Linked DNA regions of Salmo salar: region 2 is linked to region 1. Evidence: chromatin contacts called from public Hi-C data. All regions are on one chromosome and are shown on one strand. The core of a region is the stretch at or near the end of the contact, and the rest is flanking DNA. Distances in the headings are between cores, read along the strand shown.

Region 1 (5,414 bases), core at 1,843-4,342:
GAAGTATGCCAAGAGGTGCCGTTTTGAGGGGATAAGTATGTGGAAGATGGAGTACTCAGAGATTGAAACTGAACAGGTGAATTGAAGTGATGCAAGCAGACATTTTGTGGCCTTGTATCCACTTCAGTGGATTGAAGCCATATGGATGTCAATGGAAGACATGAGAAATCAACCACACGTTCCAGAGCGACCATTTTTATTTCCTACACAAAACTAACACCAGCTAATGTCAACAAATATGCTATGTCACTTTAGAATGTTGACCAGTGTATCTAACCAACACTCCAAATGCACTGCACGTCATTAATTTAGCTCCGAACAGCAAAGACTATTATCAACACAAGTGACTATGCATCTACTTATTTGTAAAGAGAAGGAAAGTGGAGGAAGGAAAACTCCCCTTCTACTCTAAATAGGTGTGTTATCTTCCAACAGAAAGGGCATGCAGGTCATTGACCCTGGGTCGATGGAAGTGCCCAACATGATTGAGTGGGGTGTGTAGGTCTCACATAATGATGCAGTCTGTATGGGCTGAGGGGATGACCATTCACATGGTCCAAACCCCTGGGTACGCGGTTCTAAGATTTCAGAAAGTCAGGAAGGAAAGGCGCGTTTAAGTATTGGAGCAGGGTGTGTTCTATAGGCTTTAGATATACACATATATACATACACACACACACAGACCGAGACAGAAATTAATAACAGTAGATATGATAGTGTTATTAGCAATATGTATGTAGACCAGATCGTTTCAGTAATTATTCTCAATGCTATTTCAGTGTTTCAGCTTTGAGCGAGGGTTTTTATTTTTTACAAATTATAAAGTGATATTTGTTTAATTTTTATGAGTCTGAATTGTTCAATGGAGGGAGGTGCAGTGCCTGGTAAATGTACAGTATGTTTAATGTCTTAACTATAATGGGAAGATGGCACTTTAAGTCTCTTATCAGACAGTTATTTTGAATGTCAAATTAAGGATATAAACAGTGTACAGAACATTAAGGACTCTTTCCAAGGCTGACCAGGTGAAAGATATGATCCCTGATGTCACCTGTTAAATCCACTTCAATCAATGTAAAGGATTTTTAAGCGTTGAGACAATTGAGACGTGGATTGTGTATGTGTGCCATTCAGAGGGTGAATGGCAAGACACAAGATCTAAATGCCTATGAACAGGGTATGGTAGTAGATGCCGGGGCACACAGGTTTATGTCAAGAACTGCAACGCTGCTGGGTTTTTCACACTAAACAGTTTCCTGTGTGCATCAAGAATGGTCCACCAACCAACTTGACATAATTGTGGGAAGCATTGGATGCAACATGGGCCAGCATCCCTGTGGAACACTATTGACACCTTGTAGAGTCCATGCCCTGACGAATTGAGGCTGTTCTGAGGGCAAAAGGGGGTGCAACTCAATATTAGGAAGGTGTTGTTACTGTTTTGTACACTGTTTTCTATACGTGACTACAGGCTTTCTGAAGAAATGCAGAAAAAGAGAGCGGAGGAGGGAGAGGGTTTCCCCCAAGCAATGTCTGATACCCCCCGTGGTTAAAGGCCCATTTGATTTCAGTGGGGACATGAATATACAAGAATGACTATTGAATGTGGATGTTGAAAGACACACAGAATGTGATGGTGTTATTTATGGTGAATTCATTAGCCAGTGTGAGGGCAGTGGGTGGTTGGTGAATGTGGGTATTGCTGATAGTGTTGTGAAGTGTAGAACTGTTTATAAGTCAGATGGGGAGACAACAGAGAACAAGCATGAATTTACATTTTGTGCTGCTTAAGATTTAGCTGAAACTCCTATCAGTGTTTTATTCGGAGAGCCATTTGTCGTGTGTGTACATTTTACTGAACTTGTGAGGACCAGAAGTCCTTACTAGAATAGTAAACCAACAAAACTTTAGAGAAGTGAGGACATTTGGCCGGTCGTCACTTATAAAAAGGCTATTTTGGGGTTGGGGTTAGGGAAAATAGGATTTTGAATGGGAATCAAAATTTTGTTGGTCCCCAAAATGTCCTCACAAGTATAGTAAGACATAGTTGGGTGTTTTTAATTCAAGCACTTTTCTTTCAATGTCACTTTGTTTTAAACTATGGGATATTAATTAATAAAGATTAATATACTCAACTCATGTTGACTTTGCATTATATCTTACACACTAGTCACCTAGTCCATGCTATTTGTCACCTAGTCCATGCTATTTGTCACCTAGTCCATGCAAAAAATAAAGCTTTATTTTACATGATAGTTATGATAGGGTAGGAACATTAGTTTTGGTCAGTCTTTCCCCTGGGACTATAAATAGGGAGGGACCGGTTAAAAAGTAAACAAAAAAGCGTTCCTTAGACCTATGCAGGTGAGCATGTTTGTACCTGAAGTTTGTAGAGACTGTGGTGTCGTTGCTATGCTGTGTCAGAAAACCATTTGGAGAACTATGCTGTTTGAAGAAATGTTTTGGGTGTGGTAAGTTAATTGCACTGTGTTTACTTCGATTGTTAGTGTTTTTGTTTATTTAGTTTGACAGACTATTGCATTATTTATTGCTTTATCAGTTAAAATACATTACTATCACTGCAGTAGTATCTTTGTTTGAAGTTTATTCTGTTTTATAGAGATGTGATATTGAACCTGTCCTCCATTGAAATGCGGTGGCTGACTGAGCGTTGGGCTGAATAAATTATGTATGACATTTGGGTTATGCTCTTTCTCGCCACATGGTGGCACTACAGTCTGAGTGGAACTATGAAACCAATAGGGCCGGCCGGGGTCAAGTATTATTTGACAAAGATCCAAATGGATATTGAAATGTATCGGTGTAGTAACATACCCCCACATCGCAAACCATGCCTTCCCAAACTGTTTACACCCCTTTTGTTGGCAATTCTACACCGTTTTCCATGTCTTATGTATGTTCATATGATACTAGGGGTCGAAGCCCGACTTAGTTCACCCACATTTTTATATTTTTAGTCTTGAATTGTGGTCCATATTGCCCCTGTTCTGGGTCCGGTTCTGGCCAGCGGTCCGCTTGTTGAATAGGGAGGGGTGATAGCAGACTGGTCTGCCGAGTCTGCTGACTCCAGTCTGTATTTCAACCACTAGTGGGCAGAAAAGCTTTATAAAGTCTATTGGAGACAAAGAACAATGAAGAGAATGTAAGACTGTTCCAAATCCATTTCAACACCACTGGAATGTACATGCACTGAGTTCACAAAACATTAAGAACCTGCCCTCAGAACAGCCTCAGTTCATTGGGGCATGGACTCTACAAGGTGTTGAAAGCATTGTCAAGTTTGCTGGATGGCCTTTGGTTGGTGGACCATTCTTAATACACACAGGAAACTGTTGAAAGTGAAATCCATCAGCGTTGCAGTTCTTGACACAAACCAGTGTGCCTGGCACCTGCTACCAAAACCCGTTCAAAGGCACTTCGATCTTTTGTCTTGCTTATTCTCTCTCTGAATGACACACACACACACACACACACATCAATTTCTCAACTGTCTCGAGGCTTAAAAATCCTTCTTTAACCTGTATCCTCCCCTTCATCTACACTGATTTGAAGTGGATCTAACTATTGACATCAATAAGGGAACTTAGCTTTCACCTGGTCAGTCTGTCATGGAAAGAGCAGGTGCTCTTAATGTTTTGTACACATTATGAAGCTATAAATCTTGAAATGTGCACTTTTCCCAGCCTTATCATTGTGCTGCCTAAACAAACATCAACAGACAGACACACCACAACCACAACCCCATGAGGGAATGTGGAGTGCACTGTGATCTAACCACTTTGTTCAGCACTGGCTGTTCTTTTTAATTATACCAGAGAGGACAGACTGAAAAAGGGCGAGTCTGGATTTAACTCATGTTTTCTAAAATGGCTGACGGCAAGCACAGCCATAGCATTAAAATGACCAATACACGATGTGAAAGTGATATTGTCCTATTACATCATCCTTCTGGTTTCTGTCCCCTAATCTTTTGAATGGGCTTGATGATTATATCAAATTCAGGAAAAATCTGTAATTTAATAAAAAACATATTTGTGTCTGGATGAATTTACATCTGCCAGATGCCTTTTATGAAGTTTTGCCACCGAAGTCTATTGCGCAACGTTTTTGCACATTGAATACAATTCAAAAAGCATACAAAAGTTCAAAAACGACAAGGCTATTAACTCAAAAAACGATGTGTCTCTTTCATACCGTATTCAAAAAGAAGCCAAAAGACTAGTCAGTCAGTTGACGTCAATATTCCATAATTGAAATCATCATGACAACGATAAGCTGAAGGCCATGGGGAAGGAGAAAGAACGACATCCGTCTCAGCCACTCTCCCTCCTTCTCCACTCTGACCTTCTCATCGTGGATACCAAACAGAGGTCAAAGTGACAGATGCTCATGTGAGCCCTTTATAGATAGAAATATACCCAATGACCGTCCGTCAGGGCCGAGACATCACACGCCTCTTCTAAGTATCCACCCCAAATAAGGAAATAAGGGCCTCCCTTCCCCCCGGTGACCGCTGTCTGGCGACCGCAGCATTCCAAATGTCGTGACCCTGTCTAGCACATTCCTTGTGTGGGGGGGTGGTGGTCCTTCTCGGTGGTGGTTGATGTTGTTGTGGTCTTCACAGGGCCTCATTACCATGAACCAGGCCTCCAGTTTAACCTCTGAACTCTCATCGTGTGTGTGGATGTAAAACATTGGTTTAGGTTAGCTAGGGTTAGGGTTGTGTATGGATGTAAAACATGGGTTTAGGTCAGGTTTAGGGTTAGGGTTGTGTATGGATGTAAAACATGGGTTTAGGTCAGGTTTAAGGTTAGGGTTGTGTATGGATGTAAAACATGGGTTTAGGTCAGGTTTAGGGTTAGGGTTGTGTATGGATGTAAAACATGGGTTTAGGTCAGGTTTAGGATTAGGGTTGTGTATGGATGTAAAACATGGGTTTAGGTCAGGTTTAAGGTTAGGGTTGTGTATGGATGTAAAACATGGGTTTAGGTCAGGGTTAGGGTTGTGTATGGATGTAAAACATGGGTTTAGGTCAGGTTCAGGGTTAGGGTTGTGTATGGATGTAAAACATGGGTTTAGGTCAGGTTCAGGGTTAGGGTTGTGTGTGGATGTAAAACATGGGTTTAGGTCAGGTTTAAGGTTAGGGTTGTGTATGGATGTAAAACATGGGTTTAGGTCAGGTTTAGGGTTAGGGTTGTGTATGGATGTAAAACATGGGTTTAGGTCAGGGTTAGGGTTGTGTATGGATGTAAAACATGGGTTTAGGTCAGGTTTAGGATTAGGGTTGTGTATGGATGTAAAACATGGGTTTAGGTCAGGTTTAAGGTTAGGGTTGTGTATGGATGTAAAACATGGGTTTAGGTCAGGTTCAGGGTTAGGGTTGTGTATGGATG
Region 2 (5,414 bases), core at 2,127-4,626, 33 kb after region 1:
CTGATGTGCTCGTGTTCTGAATGTCATTGTGACAAGTTTACAAAGCAGAGCTTGTTTAATGCTGAAATACTAGCCACACCTACAGGTTACACACTGGAGCTCAGGGTGAGTACATTTTACAGGTTCAATTCTTTCTGTAATATTGCAGTAAATACTGGATGCTAAAGCCAAATTATCATTCCAAAGGGATAATACAATGAAAAAAGCATTGAAGATTTTCAAAAGCCAGAATCTCCCTTGCTTCCCACACAATTATCAAGCTGTAGGAATGACTCACTCACAGCTAGGATTTCACCACCAGCGAGTTTAGCTGGGGGGAGATGTTAAAGACGGATGGGAAATGTTAGCTCAGCCAAAGCCGTTCTCAGGCGTTTCACCACCACCTTTGACCCCCCAAAGGCAAGACTGAGTAATGCAAAGCATCCCTTTTCCCCTCCATCTCCAAGACATGATGAGCCACCCACATAAATGGACATGTGGTGGAGAGGCCGGTCAGGGCGCCTCCATTTTAGGTTCTGGCTTTGTCTTCTAAGAAAAGGCACCTAGAATCTAGGGAGATATTCTAGGTCAACTCTGAGTTCTATTTAAGCATGTCGTCCTCTCTGTCACATGGTCTTGGGGACTAGGCTAACCTCCCCCCCCTCTTTTCCATCTCCAACTAGGTAAATGCACTTCATTTATGTTCAATGTTCCTTATCAATGTCCATTTAGGATGTACTTATCATCATTTGAACAGGCCAATACGTTCCAATTGACCAATATAGATGGCACCAAACCTGTGCCAAACATCTCTAATCCCTTTACAACTTCCTACCCATAAAGATCTGTAATACTGTAACATGGACTTCTGCTCTCCATTCACTTGCAATAAAATGAGGGTGTTGTTTGCTAGGTGTAAGTCCACGCATCCTTCAAGGTTATAGCCTAGATTAAAGTACCCTAAAAGTGACTTCACTATCGGGCAGCCAAAGTGTTCAGCTCCTTCAGATTCCACAGAGGCTAAATCTAAGAGTGGCAGGAGTCAACTAAGTACTACGAACCCCCAAAACATTTGCCTTCTAGTGTTTTTAGATATGGCCAGCTTGTACCAGGCAGGTACAAGCTGGCCACTTAATCACACTTAATCAGAATTCGGTCAAAGAGGCTGTGTGGCAAAGTCAAAGAAAAGCCCTACTGATTATGTTTGATGTTACAGTGAACTGAACTGAGTTGTAGACCAAAATGTAGCTCTAAGTCTTTCCACACATCCTGCTTTCCCCCAGTCTGAGTTAGACTGGTTTGAGCAATATTCAAATTGGGAAAGAAGGGCTGTTCTGTAAACAGACCAACTGGCAGAAGCCTAAAAAGCTCAGTGACTGCAGCTCTGCCGACTGAGGGGTTTCCCTCTATTGCATCATGTCCTGGAGTTGGACAACTCAACACACACAAGCCCTGTTTTTGGTTATTATTTTAATTACGCAATAGAGCTAGTCCCATTAAGAGCCCATGGGAACAAGCAACTTTATACAGACTGGCGGAAAATACCTGAATTAAACCACCTGATATAATTGGTGTAATTACATCTAAATAGGATTTGAGTGTTTTGTTATAGTATAGATTTTGCAAGAAATATATAAATAGAAAATATATTTGTACTGACTGGGAGATGACTGTAACACAATCTGCTTAGGCTATCGGAAATCATGTACAGGCTCGTGTTAAACATGAAACATATGGCCGGTGAAAACCTCAGGGCACAAGTCTTGATTGGCAACACCTGCTTTTACTTTGCAACAGGTCAATCAAATACAAATACCTCTAGATTTAAAAAAAAAATACATGTGATATTCCTAATTGTTAAATATCAAGGCACATGCTTGCAGATCTTTGTCTATGAATTAATTCTGCAAACTTTCCCCAGCCCTTATGAAAGACCATGATTCTATTCATTCTCCTCCTCTCATTCTACTGCGTAGCTTACTAGTGCATAGCTATTATGTCATATGCCATACCACCCCTCAGCCCACCCCCCCAAAAAAACTCTATGGACTGCTTATAGATGTGTAATAACATGATTATAACTATCCTTTATGCCAAAATTCCAGGACATCTAGTTTTGACCAAATATTTATCACATAAAATGACTAATGGCATAGAATGGAGGCAAATGCAAGACATAGCTAGTAATCCCTCTTGTTCCAAGTTCCAGAGAAAAGCTACACGTGACGGGAACATCCTCGCCAGGCACATGGAATGTCTGAGGGTCTGACTTACAACACGACAAAAGGAGGTCACCGATAGGAACGAAATCAATAACTTGCCTGCACCAGTAGACCATTTATTGCACTGAAATAAATCAAAAAGTTATATTCGTTTTCAGTATACTTTGCCTTTAATTAACCTACCTGTATATTATTAGACGTATCAACGCTATTAATGACAACTTCATAAATAAAATATAGGTCACACACCTGCTATTTAGATTTAGCAACATGTCAATAAACCAAATATTTAAATAAATATGAAACAAATATTTTTAAGTAAAGAAAGAAAAAACATGTTTTAAACTACAATAACTCCAGACAATGCTCTTCACAGCAAGAGGCCACCCCCCAAAACGGTTTGATATTCCAATCTATTGCACAGTGGATTTACTACCCATCCATTGAACAAATACCATGAGGGAAAAACGCCCGACCTGACATTGAGCGCATTGAGCAATGTGAATCGGCTTCTCTTTACAACAGCATCCACCACTTTACAATATAGTGCCTTGATTAAAACGGAGAATTTGCTAAGCTTGAGGAATATACAGTATGAATGAATACATGGGAAAGGGAACTGGTTTCAAATAAACCACAATGACTACAAATAACTCAAAGTCACACACACAGTGGCTGTCTACCGGTAGGGGCGAGTCGCCCGCATGTGAACAATACCCATACCTAAAAGCAAAATGAGAATCTGAATCCGCAACAGTGTTGCACTTTTAAACAAATATCAAATTCTAAATAATTCATTATCCAGCATTCAATCCAATCTAACATTTACGCACAGAATTAAGCACATCAACAGGACTCCAACGTACCTTTTAAGAACAAGTGACGTGTCTCCAGCTAAAAAAATGCACAATGCCGGACACAAAGCAATCGCCTTCCGCAGTTGAAGTTGGCTCGTATCCTCTATTTCGTTCAACAGAAATGGTCAAATAGCTAGATGTTTCATTTGTCTGAGAGAATTTAAAAAAAAGCTTTCGGGCGCAGCTCTAGCTCCTCTTACTTGCTCTGAGGTCAGTCTGTCTGGTTGTAGCTTACAAGAAGCAGTGTCTCCCCCTTTTGCATTGAGTCCCGACTGTTATGTTGGGCGCTTGCTCCAGTTTCTCTCCCTCTCCCCTCTAGAATGTGTGTTAGTGGGTCAGTGGTTGCGTAACAGCTCATAGGCTGCCTCGTCACGTCTTTTTTGTTGGCGCGCGCGCTCCCTGTTTGCCCCCACGGTACAGATCCCTATTGCTTCGACCTGATGCAACACAATTTGGCAGGACCGGGCCACCGGACCAGTAGTATCTGAATTGACTAGCGCCAGACAGAATCAGAATGAGATTTCGGTCAAAGATTTGGTTAGGTTGCCCAAAGGGCGAGGTGAAGACAAATAGCCTAAAGTTTGTTTAGCCTACCTGTGCGTGTGTGTACACGTTTTATTATATTGTAAGTACCAGAAGTCCTCACAAGAATAGTAAACCAACAACAATTCAGAGAAGTGAGGCCATTTTGCTTTACTTGCAAAAATGGTATTTTAGGTTTAGGGTTTACAGTTAGAATTATGTTTAGGGTTGGGGTTAGGATTAAGTTTAGGATTTAGGTTTACATTTAGGGTTTGGGATTACTTTTAGGGTTAGCGGTTAGGGAAAATAGGATTTTTAATGGAAATCAATTGTTCGTCCCCAAAAAGTCCTCACAAGGTGTGTGTGTTTGTGTGCAAGATACAACATTCTATACAAGATATGCCATACCATATGTGATTGAAGTGTATCATTGCATTGTGTGTGTGTTATTATAGGTGTGTGTGCATAAAATAGCCAGGATGGGGGCATAGAGAGAGAATTAACGCAAGGACGAGGTCATCAGCCTCATCACACAATTAATTACACAACTAAAATTACATCACAGCTACAACCTGCTATTGTTTCAAGGGTGCGTCCCAAATGGCACCCTATTCCCTATATATTGCAAAACTTTTTACCCCATAGGGCTCTGGTCAAAAAAGGTGCACTACATAGGGAAAAGGGTGCATTGGGATGCAACGCAAGTCATTTTTCATAGCAAAAGCACTCAGAGCTGAGAGAGAGATATATTGTATAAGAAAAAGTGTTTATCCCAATTCAGCTCGCTTCAATATACATTCAAACTAAACTCATCAATCATTACATTTACATTACATTTAAGTCATTTAGCAGACGCTCTTATCCAGAGCGACTTACAAAATGGTGCATTCACCTTATGATATCCAGTGGAACAACCACTTTACAATAGTGCATCTAAATCTTTTAAGGGGGGGGGGTTAGAAGGATTACTTTATCCTATCCTAGGTATTCCTTAAAGAGGTGGGGTTTCAGGTGTCTCCGGAAGGTGGTGATTGACTCCGCTGTCCTGGCGTCGTGAGGGAGCTTGTTCCACCATTGGGGTGCCAGAGCAGCGAACAGTTTTGACTGGGCTGAGCGGGAACTGTGCTTCCTCAGAGGTAGGGGGGCCAGCAGGCCAGTGTCATAACGGGCTTGAGTGTTCAAATTAATCACTCTAGATAAAATAATGAGATTAGTCAATAAATCCCTAACTTCGTCCTATTAGGTGATGTGTTATACATCTTAAACATGTATAATCCTCAAAATGATGCTTATAACCATATCATTAATCTGTTTTTTTTGTATATGCTTCCCCCCTTTTGAGGGTTATATATAGCATCACAAACTTCTACCTTTTTGGATATATACAATTGCAGTCGGAAGTTTACATACACTTAGGCTGGACTCATTAAAACTAATTTTTCAACCACTCCCCAAATTTCCTCTTAACAAACTATAGTTTTGGCAAGTCAGTTAGGACATCTACTTTGTGCATGACACAAGTCATTTTTCCAACAATTGTTTACAGACATATTATTTCATTCATAATTCACTGTATCACAATTCCAGTGGTTCAGAAGTTTACATACACTAAGTTGAATGTGCCTTTAAACAGCTTGGAAAATTCCAGAAAATGATGTCATGGCTTTAGAAGCTTCTGATAGGCTAATTGACATAATTTGAGTCAATTGGAGTTGTACCTGTGGATGTATTTCAAGGCCTACCTTCAAACTCAGTGCCTCTTTGCTTGACATCATGGGAAAATCAAAAGAAATCAGCCAAGACCTCAGAAAATAAATCTATTTTGTGAAGTGCA

What was found. A called contact is a pair of places that touch in the nucleus more often than the background predicts.
Region 2: a Hi-C map of muscle shows a contact between it and region 1, with 8 times the contacts expected there. The contact joins the promoter of LOC106589527 here to the enhancer-like site in region 1. A contact is called at or near these places in 3 of 3 Hi-C or Micro-C datasets (blood, gill and muscle).

The regions. Positions count from the first base shown.
Region 1 is chrssa02:63,830,824-63,836,237 of Ssal_v3.1, forward strand. LOC106589534 (ral guanine nucleotide dissociation stimulator-like 1) reads left to right here. Exons shown (of 19, transcript XM_045707682.1): 19 at 1-2,135. Among protein-coding and RNA genes, the nearest start is that of LOC106589534, 19 kb to the left of the region's middle. Within about 2 kb of position 3,093, at least 1 of the 13 cell types and tissues checked has an H3K27ac peak or open chromatin away from gene starts, as enhancers often do. A contact at or near this core is called in muscle, where this site is marked.
Region 2 is chrssa02:63,863,510-63,868,923 of Ssal_v3.1, forward strand. LOC106589527 (filaggrin-2) reads right to left here and starts at 3,377. Exons shown (of 2, transcript XM_014179625.2): 1 at 3,068-3,377.